Regions from separate parts of the Rattus norvegicus genome. Here all the other regions are linked to region 2. The links are chromatin contacts, called in public Hi-C maps. All regions are on one chromosome and are shown on one strand. Each heading gives the region's core, a stretch centred on a gene start, on an enhancer-like site or on the middle of the called end of the contact. The rest is flanking DNA. Distances are from core to core; before and after follow the strand shown.

Region 1 (3,684 bases), core at 111-2,610, 150 kb after region 2:
CTATGTGCAGACAGTGACCGCCGATGATTACCAGGGTTCTCTGAAGCCTTCTGATGCTCATATTGAGAGTGATGCTGAAACACTGTGCGTTTTCCTGAGGGACATCCTCAAACAGCCATGACTCCAGAAAACGTTAGGAGCCAGTAGGCAATGCCCAGGAAAGGGGAAGCCAGTCTGACTCGTCAGTAAACAACAGCGGCATTTTTAAAGCTGCAAGTTAAGCCAAGATTATCACTCAGCATCGACGAATCTTTAGAGATCCATGCAGTTTGTCAAATCTTGTAGAAAACTCAGGATTTCTGTGTCTTACTAGCCAGCAAGTAGATAGCAGCCAGAAAATATAAACTTATTCTCACAGCCAACCAAGACATCTCTCAACAAAACAAAACAAACAAAAACCTTTCATAGCAACTCTCAGACAAATGAATATAATATAGTCAAGAATTTTTTAGAGGTAGTAACTGTGATTATAGAAAGTTGGAAGCAACCTCAATGTCCACCAATTTTGGAGTAAATAAAATATAGTAAGATCAGTAATAGATCACCATAAAGCAATTACAAGAAATTATCTAAATCCATACGTTAATAATAATGCAAACAAGGCAGCTGATATTTTTATGGTACTAACTAGCACTTTTCTTTTTTGGGGGGGTTTTAATATTTATTTATTTTATGTGTAAGTACACTATAGCTGTCTTCAGACACACCAGAAGAAGGCATCAGATCTCATTACAGATGGTTGTGAGCCACCATGTGGTTGCTGGGATTTGAACTCAGGACCTGGGGAAGAACAGTCAGTGCCCTTAACCGCTGAGCCATCTCTCTAGCCCCTAACTAGCACTTTTCTAATGGCTTTGTGTATGTCAATAGGCAGGAGCTCAAAACGTGGAGTGTGAATATGTATGAGGTGTAAAAAATCGTGATACTACGTGTGTTTAAAGGCGCAGACTAAACGGTGGTTTATTGGTGCCGCTAGGAGGTAGAAGCCTAAAACTGGGACTCCATAAATGTTCACAACATTCTCTGACAGAGCAGCTTAGGGTGGCTCTGAGGTGACAGTTATAAGAACCGGGACACTGTAGTCTTCTTCTTCAGCATCCTCAAGAGACGTAGCAGAGCTCTGAGGATGCTCACAAAAACAAAAACAAAAAAAAAAAAAAAAAAAAAAAACATTTGGCAAGACAAGAAAACACAAACGCAGATACTGCAGATAAGGGCTTGGGGAAATGGGGCGGGGCAAGCTCGGATTCACAGCGGTGGGAAGGTTTGTAGTATAAGCGAGACTTAAGTCCACAGAGCAGGAGGAGTCCCACTGTCTGGAGGACTCAGCTGTAACTTCCTAGGGAAGGGTGTCAGCATAGGAGGGGGAGCCCACACACATACAGGAGCAGGCGAAGCTCCACAATGAGACTCCCTGAAGTCACAGCCATCCTTTCCTGAGAGGAAGCGTGAAGACATTGGCCTGCCCGACCGGACATCTGGAAGGCTCATCGGGCTAGGGACATGTGGTAAAGCTCTTCTTCTGTTACAAACTATAACCGGAGAGGAAATGACTAACTGACGCGCTTCGACCCCGAGGAGCAGAGAGGAATTATGTGCGGAATGCCAGTTACCAAGGTCTGGGAGCTGGGAGGCACAATGTCTTCTGGGAATTCATGGTATCCCAGAGAAAGGGATTTGGGGGCTGTCTGACCCTCAACTTCAGGTTGGGAAACACAAAGTGTGGAGTAGTGGTGTAAATACGGCAAGTGCCTCCCCCTGCCCGCCCCCCGGAAAGAACAGGATTAAGAGAAATAGAATTTGGGCCAGCCCGGGATTCTTCAAGCACATTTTAAGTTTACAGCTCCTCTCGACGGTTCCTGTGACCTCCTGTAGGATGCAATTTATCTCCAAGGATCTCCGCATTTAGTGAGCTCCCTCTCCGTCCACCCCGCCCCCACTCACAAAGACTCCTCATTCTCCCTATTGATCCCCACCCAGCTCTCACTGCTCCCTTTGTCCAGAATGACTTCTGTCTGACCCTGCTTTGCCCTGGAAAAGTCCCACCATCCTCTTAGGGCTCCTCTGCAGGGGCAACAGCTTAGCCTCCCACAGCTCCTCACGATATAGGTCTTCCCCAGGGCCTCTGGGAACAAACTGATAATCAAACAAGATGGATCCGTTCCTTGTTGATCAAGGGGACATCATGGGGACGCTGGCTCAGCAGCAGTGTTAGAAAGGACCTGTTCTAATAGTGGGCTTTGGTGGGAAGATCTGAGGAGAAGCTGGGGCTTTGCTCTACACTGGATGGCACCAGCAATGCAGGTGACCCTGTGCTAAGGGTGTTTTAGGGTTACAGGGATCCCGTTTGTCTTTTGTCTGGGCATAGACAAAATAAGTCATGCAGTGGTCTCGCTTTGATCCACTTTATCATGGTGCCCACAAGCAGGTCTGCCTGCATTGGCTGCTCCGTGATTGCGGAGGAACAAAATGGCTTGGCTGTGACTCTCAGAGCAGCCAACAATGATAATGAGGGCTGGAGCTGTGATTATTTCCAGATGTGGAAAGTTGGTTTCTCCTTTCTCCGCACCGATAATGCTAAACAGTCATCAGACCGTGACATTGTCCATGTTTTCTACGTCACTTAGTGGGCCGTGTGACAGAGCAAGCCAGTACAATTATATCTTGATGTGCATTCCATTTAAGCCCCTGACATTGTCGGACAGCCGTGCTGTATGTGTGGGACTCACCCCCACCCCCTCCGGGATGGGCGTCCATTTATTTAGAACAACCGGTGACTCACTCAGGGTGACTTTAGAGATGACTATCATGGAATCGCACAGCGGTTTTCACCCAGGAGGTTTTAGTAGTGGGATTCTTTGGATGGGGGTAAGGGAGAAGCCTGTTGGGGTAGAGGAAGAGTTGAATTTGGCAGGTAATTGCAGTGGAGGCCTGACTGGATTGCCCCTGGGAGCTGGGAGCCATCAGAGAGCAAAAGTGCCAACGTGGAGAAAGAGGACCTCAGCCCTGAGAGGAAGACCTGATTGGCACATGCACCACAGAGCCATTTTCTTGTCTTGGTGATACTTTCAACATCTAAAGGACAGGCTTGGAGGTGGTGGGCCCTGTAATGTGTTAGGGACATCCCCTTCCCATTCGGCCTTGGTCTGTGCTCCTCTCAGCACCCAGTAAGTCTCCCCATGCTCTGTTCTCCTTTCTTCCAGTCCCCACCTCTCTCTTACTGACCCCCCCCCCCACTTCCTTCTGACTCCTTGCTATTTCTCTGCACACCAGGCATTTCTGTGACTGGACTCACAGTGGACGAGTCAGCTTCTGCCCTTCGGTCACTGATACTTGTTGGCCCTTGACCTGTCAGTCATCATCCATGAATGCGCACGCGCACACACATTCTCTCTCTCTCTCTCTCTCTCTCTCTCTCTCTCTCTCTCTCTCTCTCTCCACGTCTTTCTCTCCCTGACACACAGTCTCTCAGTAAGATGATATTTATCACGCCCCGGGGCTTTTTCAGATGCCAAGATTCATTTTCGGAGCACACTTGTGTGGCCGCCGGCTTGTAACAGAACGCCTTTTCCACTGCCTTGGAGTTTCCAAGCCCTTGGGGGTGGGGGGGTGGGAGTGGGGGGTGGGTCGGGGAGGAGCAAGAATATCCCGGGCACCAGTCACATGTTGAGGTGCTCTCAACTT
Region 2 (3,506 bases), core at 572-3,071:
GCCTCACAAAATACAGGGCATCTGACTGCTGAGCAGAGCCCCTTTACCAAGAGGCCAGCTTTCTGTAGTAGGAACTAGATCCCTACAAGGACGGCTTCCTAATTCTATCATCCTGGACAAAAGTACTTCTGCTCAAAGCTGTCGTCTCACCTAGAAAACAGGGCTGACCAGTACTACCCCAAGTGCTAAAAGGATTAAATATAACCCTCCCCTGGCTGCACCTAACTCATTGTAAACGCTCAACGATGTAAAAATCCGACAGAGCGGTGAACAGGTCAGACAGGATCCTTGGTCACTATTCGCTACTACGCGCTTTTATGTTTAGTTTGTCTGGCCCTAGAACGGTGCCTCCTTCAAAGAGTCCCCCGACCCCTCCCTCGAGAGACTGAATTTAAGGCTTACTGGCTTTTCTCCCTTTGTGCACTTTTAAAAAAGCCCTTATATTTCGTTCTCTTCTAAGTAGAACCGCTTCAAAGACCTTTCTTTCTCTGGAAGTTCCTTCAGGATTCGGGTTTAACACTTAAAAGGTTTCAAAACAACCTGAACTGTTTGTTTCTTAAAAAAAAAATAAATATAATGCAAGAGCGGTTTAAAGATCATAACTTTCTAGCACGCGGTTTTTTTTGTTAACAACCACTGAGTGTATGCTGTCATAGCTAACTACTGGGCCTTGCAATAAGGAAGCCATTAAATTCCCATCTCCGGCTTTACATCTTGTGCTCTTCTGGGCACGGGTATAGAAGCAGAACTCAGAACGACAACTTTTTCCTCTATCAGTTCATTTTAGGTGTGGCAGCGCTACAAGATTTCCCCCAGCTACCAAGTGACTTAACTATCCAGAGCAAGATTAAAAAAAAAATCAATCATTTAAAAACCGAATATAACTGAAATTAAACATAATAGGCCCTCCCAGAGAATACTCCAAAGGCCCCTATCAAACCAATGCGGTGGGGAGGGTAAAATTACACGCCGCTCCTTCCCAGATGTCAAGTCACACCGCAGAACAGTCTTGAGAAACCAGAAGAGCGAGAGATCGCCGGGCCGAAAAGAGCGACTTTGCCCCGGTTTCTGGCCTATCTTGTCCTTTTTGGCCTCATTCCATCTCTCGCTGGCCATCTTTCGGTCGTCAGAGAAACTTTAAAAGCGGAGGCCGCTTTGCCAAAAAAGAGGTATCTAACGTAATTAAACCAACAGCCTGCGATCTAATGGGCGAGCCCAGCGACCGGTCTCCAGCTCCGGGCGTGAGGGTTGCCGGTGACCCGCAGACCGGGGGGATGCAGGGGGCTGCGGGATGGAGCCCGGCCGCCAGCCTTTGTCCCCGCGCTTACCTCGTCCTCCTGCTCGCTGCGGAAGCACAGGCAGGCCGCCCGCTTCTTGAAGCCCTCGCGGTCGTATGTCCGCGTCTGGTTGGGCTTGAACTTCATCCTAGAGCCGGGCTCCTGCAGCCGCTGCTCCGGCCGCCACCGTGGGGACCCGGCCGCCGCCACCCCGCCGGGGAGTCGGACCGAACGAAGTCGCGGTGCTCCGGAGCCGGTGGGACGGGAGGCGGCGGCGGCGCGGACACGGACGGCGAGGCCGGGCGGCCGCCGGGACGCGGGGCGGAACGCGGGTCACTGCAGTCCGGGCGCAGCGGTGGTAGCGCCGCCTCTGCTCGGGCGCCCGCCGCTCTCCATGGAGCCCGCAGCCGCTTGCAGCCACTCTTTGCTTGCACCCGCCGCCGCCGCCGCCACCGCCGCCGCCGGGGGAAGAGCGCGGCTCGTGGCTCGTGCCACGCGGAGACAGTTGGAAGCGGCGGCGCAAACCGGGCAGAGACGCCAAGGATGCGCGCCGCCCCCTTCGCCCGCATTTAAGCTGGGCTCCCGCGCGCGCGCGTGCGCGCGCTCTTTTGCGCGCGCCATTACGCCTGCGTGCCAGGACCGTTGCCGGGAGGGGGTGGGGTGGGGAGCTAGGGGTGCGGCTTCGGCCTGCTCGGGGGCGGGGCTTGAGACCTAAGTCTAGGGCTCTACCAGCTCTGCCCTGCCCTCCGGCCAGTGCTCGAGCCGAGTCGCCTTGGAGGGGGTTGGGGCGTGCTTTGTACAAGGCCACAGAAGGGAAGCGATCCGAGACTTCCTGGCCCTCCGTTTTAGTTGTTCGATAGAGTTCCCTTTAGGGACGGGCCCCCAGTATGGGGCCTGGAGCCAGGGTTCCCGGAGCCATTGCATGACTACGGAAGCTTCGCGGTTAGCGCCGCTAGCGAAGGCTAGGATGGTTAAGTTCATTGAGTTCTCTCTCTCCTCTCCCCTTCCTTCTCCTCTTCCCCTATTCCCTCCTTCGATGAGGGTGCCTTTATGTGCTCTTCAAGAGTCAGCTCAAGGGTTGGGGATTTAGCTCAGCGGTAGAGCGCTTGCCTAGCGAGCTCAAGGCCCTGGGTTCGGTCCCCAGCTCCGAAAAAAAAGAAAAAAAAAAAAAAAAGTCAGCTCAAGCTTTGAAATGTACTATAGACAATTGTCTGTGTTTGTAGCATCCCCCCCTCCCCATCTCGGTTCACCCTCCAGAGTGCATTCAGGCACACGGGTTATGGCTGTTATTCTGTGTATATCTCATTCTAAGTAAGGCCACAGCAGTAAATCAATGGTATTTTTGTTGTCTGGAAGCTTACAGTCTTAGGCACTTGGAACAACTCCCCATGTTTCAGTGCCATTGAGGGCCAAGATAGAAGGTAGGAGACCTGACATCACTGGAATTCAAGAAAACTCCTAATCCAAATCAGGTGTGGAATCCCAGGTATGTAACTCCAGCACTTGAGAGGCAAAACCAGAAGGATTAGGAATTCAAGGTCATTCCCCAATGTATTTGGAATTGGTGAGACTACACAGGTCTACATGAGACCCTATTTCAAAACCCCAACTCCTAACCAACCCACTGGAGCTCCGCTTCCCACAAAACTGTTTAGACAGCCACATCCGTTTGTTTTTCATTCCTGGAAGGCCTCCGATGTGCCAGGCATCTTACAAAACCGGTCAGACCCTGCCCTCAGAATAAGAACCTAAGAACAGAGAAATAGTGACCAATCACAGGATGACCCATTAAACTGATGTGGGAGTAGTGGGTTCCAGAGATCTTTGACCAGAGGAGAAAGAAGTAAGCTTCGTAGGAAGCTAAGGCAGCAAGGGGAGGAGCCGAGAAGACAAAGAGCTGAACTCTCAGGAGCCCAGAACTGGAGTTTATGCAAAGGTCAGGGAGGCAGAGAGGGAGGGTGCAGAGCTCTTAGCAATGAAACATGGCAATGCGGCTGTAGAGGGAACCGGAAGCTTATACCGCAAGCCCTGTGAGGCTTCACTGAGAGCAGGGCTGCCTTGGTGAGCTACGTCACTCCTTTGATTTGAAACTGTCGTGCTTGTTTTACCCCAGAGCCTAGAAGAGGCAAGTTTGGAGAATGAGTTAATGTTGAATAGGCGGTTTAAGGAATGAAGCTTCACCACAATTAGAAATCAAGTCTGTACAGAGACACTTTCCAAGCTGTTCTT
Region 3 (3,731 bases), core at 621-3,120, 210 kb after region 2:
TGATAAGAAAGGGAGGGAAGTGAAAGAGAATTCTATTTGGTACTAGCAAACACACTGATTCCTGTCCCCAGCAGACCCGGGATGCACACATTCTATCTCAAGTCTACCGATGCAAAAACCGAAGCCCAAAGAAAGAATATTGCTTGCCCAACTTATTCATTTTATGAATGGCTCCTTGGGCTCTGAACTCTAGGTCTTGTGGACTCCAAAAACTATTACGTGTTTGTTCATGTGATCGGATGACTTTCGGTGCATTTTTTTTTTAATCTCTAGATGCAGACATAGGGAAGGATGAAGGTGGAGAAAAAAATCTAGATGGCTGAGCAGACTCTCTGGAGGCATACCTGTTCAGTTTCATCCTTACCTGGTCTTGGCCAGGTTACTTCCTACCACTGTGTTTGAACACTTGCTCCTTTGGTTGGGTTTGGTTTTGGTTTCTCAGAAGACCTGTTCCCATGGGATGTTGGCATCCTTAAAGTACCGTCTCTTTTTGTCATTTGGGGAAGGCTGCTTTTCTAGGAAATACACTGTACAACATGGGTGGGTCCTCTGTCCAGAAGGGACATCAGACAGGGCGTTCACAGCAGGAGACAGCTTGCTTTCTGGCTTGTCAGCCAGGTGGAATTTCATCTCTGAGCTGCTTGGAGCTTGTGCCTTGACAGACTGGTTTTATTAGCTATGAACAGAAACGCACTTGTCCAAACATCTGCAAATGGAGTGCGTGTATGTGTGTGTGTGTGTGTGTGTGTGTGTGTGTGTGTGTGTGTGTGTATGTGTGTGTGAACGCACACACACATACACACACACACATGTTTAAGAGAATACAAGTAGTATTCTCCATTTCACCTTTGTTTCTACTTTATCCCCTCCAGATTCCACAAATGAGACAAAGCACTCAATACTCGTTTGTAACTCTGGCTTCTTTCACTTAGCACCATGTTCTCCTGTTCTATCGGTTCTCATGCAAACAACACGATTTCCTTCTTCTTCACGGATGAGTAACACTCCACCACCTATACCACCTGTTCTTTCTCCAATGATCTGTCGGTGAACACCAATCTAGCCATTACGAACAGCGTGTTGGTGTGGAGGTGTTTCTTTGCTTCTTAAGCGTGAGCATCCTCATGTCTGCAGCAGGTCTATCTGAGACCAGGAGAACACATTTTGCTGCCAAAGTCCATGTCAGTTATTAAAAAGTTTCAACATCACATAGTGATCATAGCAACCATGCACAGTGCCTTGGGTCTGTGCTGGGCACAGCAGTAATCTCATTTTTTTTTTTTTTTTGTTGTTGTTGTTCCTACAGCACTCTCCTGTGTGTCATTTAACATGGTTGGACTGTAAGTAGCAGAGACCCCATTTTTGTGGCTTAAAATACTTCATAGGAAGTACTTCAGTGTGAGTTTTGGCCGCTTGCTGCCCTCAGTAGCCTTTCACAGAAGAATTTCTTTGTCACGTTTGCCACAGGCTATTTTATTTCATGTGTTGCCAGAAACGTCTAAGCACCAAGTAGGGACTGGGGAAAAGGCGAAGTGGAAAACTAACGAGGTAAATTCAGACTGAATATCCGCCTTCTAACAAGCTTTCTTAAAGCCTCCATGGTTCCTGGACTTGCGACTCACGTCCACACCTCCCTGCCTGACCATGGCCAGCCGGTAATCCAGGAGTGTTCACATGAGTTCCTTGGTTAGTAAGAAAGGGAGGGTGAGCAGATGCAGGCTGTTTAACCGGCACCGCCGACCTCAAATAGTTAATGCTTGTTTAAAATTTATGGACAAGGAAAGTGAAATTAGCGAACACGTTGCCAAAGGTCAGCTACGGAGGGAGTGCCCGGCATGTCTGAGTCTAAAGTCACCACTCTTACAGGTTGTTGCTGATGCTGGGCAAGGTTGGGCAGGAGAAAGCAGACTTCCTGGATTCTCTCAGACTCAGAGGGGGAGGCATTGACCTTTCGACCTCCGTTTCTTCCTCGGGCAATTGTGGGGCTGAATCTAGAGCTTGGCACATGCTAAGCCCTGTGCTCTTTCTTCGAGCTACACCCCCAGTGTTTCCTCAGCTTCTTAAGAAGAACACCAGGATCAGCATACAGAAGATACCAGAGGCTCAGTTTGATGTGGGCAAGGAAGCATTTGCTAACAGCCTGGAACCCAGTGTTAGATGGGTGAAGTATCAAAAGCCAACCAGGAATGTTTGTGTACGGCTGGGGCGCCCCTCAGAGGAGTTTCTTGAGAGCTCTAGGAGTTAGGGTCACTTGTGAGTTTAAGATGCTTTGGTGTATGAAACTAAAGTGTCTGTGCTAGGAACTCTTGAGGAGAGGAAGGCTGGATACAGCCCAAATAACTCTCCCTATTGGTCAGAGCCAGAGGACTATATAATTAATTTATGGGATTTTTGTTTTTGCTTTTAGGAGTAAAATAGGGTTTTACTAACAATTCTGTAGGATAAAAGGAGGACACCAGCAACCAGAAGCTGTAGCTATGCTAGCCATAGAAGAATATGAGGGGGCGTGGAGAGAGAGGGAGGGAAGGAGGGAGGGACAGAAGGAGGGAGGGAGGGAGGGAGAGGGAGGGAGAGAGAAGGAGGGAGGGAGGGTGAGGGAGGGGGAAGGAGGGAGGGGGAAGGAGGGAGAGGGAGGGAGGGAGGGTGAGGGGGGAGAGAGAGAGAGAGAGAGAGAGAGAGAGAAGAGTGACCAGAAATAGTAGAACTCTATTCTAGACCATTCCACTTCTTAAAGCTAGACCTTCAAAGAGGTTCTGATTGTGACAGGTTTTGGTGACAGTTGTTGAAATCTAATGTGCAGGGACAATTCTTGACTCTTAAAGACAAGCATCTGGCACAGCCTGTGTGCCTGGGTCTTCTCTATGTGATCCGTGTTTAAGAGTCGTGAGCCCAGCCCACCTCGGGCTGAAAACAGACCTGTGTTTGAAGGACACATTGAGCATTTTTCTCAACTTTTAAAAACGCTGTTCAGGTTTGCTCAGTGACCTTGGGAAAGTCACACTCTCTCAGTGTGGTTTGATTTTGGTTTTTTTTTTTTTTTTTCCTTTGGCGGAGATAAAATTAGAAGTGAATAGTTATACGGGAGGGGAAAGGCGATTCAAGCTCTACCACAGACTCCTCACAGATCTGAGCGATACTACGTTTATGACTGTTATTAGCAGAGCTTGCCTCTTGTCCTTCCCGCCTCCCATTAGGCCATAGGGCACGGCATAAACAGGTTTGGCCCATGACCGGTATTTGATGATACTGGCATGAGAATTGAAGGGCGGGGATTTCTCTTGGGCTTGTAGTTCACCATTAACCTGCTGTTGCCTGAATCTCAATGCCGTTTAGTAAGAAGCTGGAAACGAGGGGTGTCACAGGTACTGGTTCCACTCTATTCAGGAAGGACTGACTGAGCCCCTGTGTGCCAAGTCCTATTTCCCCACGGTAGAGCAAGATATAATAAGCATTGGGCCCCTTCGTGTCTATTAGAGCAAGGGCTCTGTGAGGCTACGGGGTTTGGAGAGCTCATCTGTCACAATTTTGCGTCTCTCGCGGACACCCGACTGACAGAGATAAATGTCAAACTGCTGTCATATCCATTTCCAGAGGGAACGAGGCCAACAGCCTTAGATTGGCCCAGGGTTTGGTCAGGTTCACCTCTCTGTCTCATGTTGCACCACAGAGTCCTAGCTGTTTGGACTTTCCTACAGTGGCACACACATCTTGTTTTTCCATCCCTGTGGGCA

Evidence for each region. Hi-C and Micro-C count contacts between places; a contact is called where the count stands out from the background.
Region 1: a Hi-C map of the A7r5 cell line shows a contact between it and region 2, with 4 times the contacts expected there. The contact joins the enhancer-like site here to the promoter of Nudt4 in region 2. A contact is called at or near these places in 8 of 12 Hi-C or Micro-C datasets (the A7r5 cell line, the Rat2 cell line, Schwann cells and 5 more).
Region 3: a contact with region 2 is called in a Hi-C map of kidney, with 4 times the contacts expected there. The contact joins the enhancer-like site here to the promoter of Nudt4 in region 2. A contact is called at or near these places in 6 of 12 Hi-C or Micro-C datasets (the A7r5 cell line, Schwann cells, frontal cortex and 2 more).

Annotation. Positions count from the first base shown.
Region 1 is chr7:32,240,906-32,244,589 of GRCr8, forward strand. No RefSeq gene overlaps it. Among named protein-coding and RNA genes, the nearest start is that of Nudt4, 150 kb to the left of the region's middle. Within about 2 kb of position 1,361, at least 19 of the 93 cell types and tissues checked have an H3K27ac peak or open chromatin away from gene starts, as enhancers often do. A contact at or near this core is called in the A7r5 cell line, Schwann cells and liver, where this site is marked.
Region 2 is chr7:32,089,670-32,093,175 of GRCr8, forward strand. Nudt4 (nudix hydrolase 4) reads right to left here and starts at 1,822. Exons shown (of 5, transcript NM_053598.3): 1 at 1,329-1,822. The coding sequence starts at 1,424.
Region 3 is chr7:32,295,636-32,299,366 of GRCr8, forward strand. No RefSeq gene overlaps it. Among named protein-coding and RNA genes, the nearest start is that of Eea1, 190 kb to the right of the region's middle. Within about 2 kb of position 1,871, at least 6 of the 93 cell types and tissues checked have an H3K27ac peak or open chromatin away from gene starts, as enhancers often do. A contact at or near this core is called in kidney and liver, where this site is marked.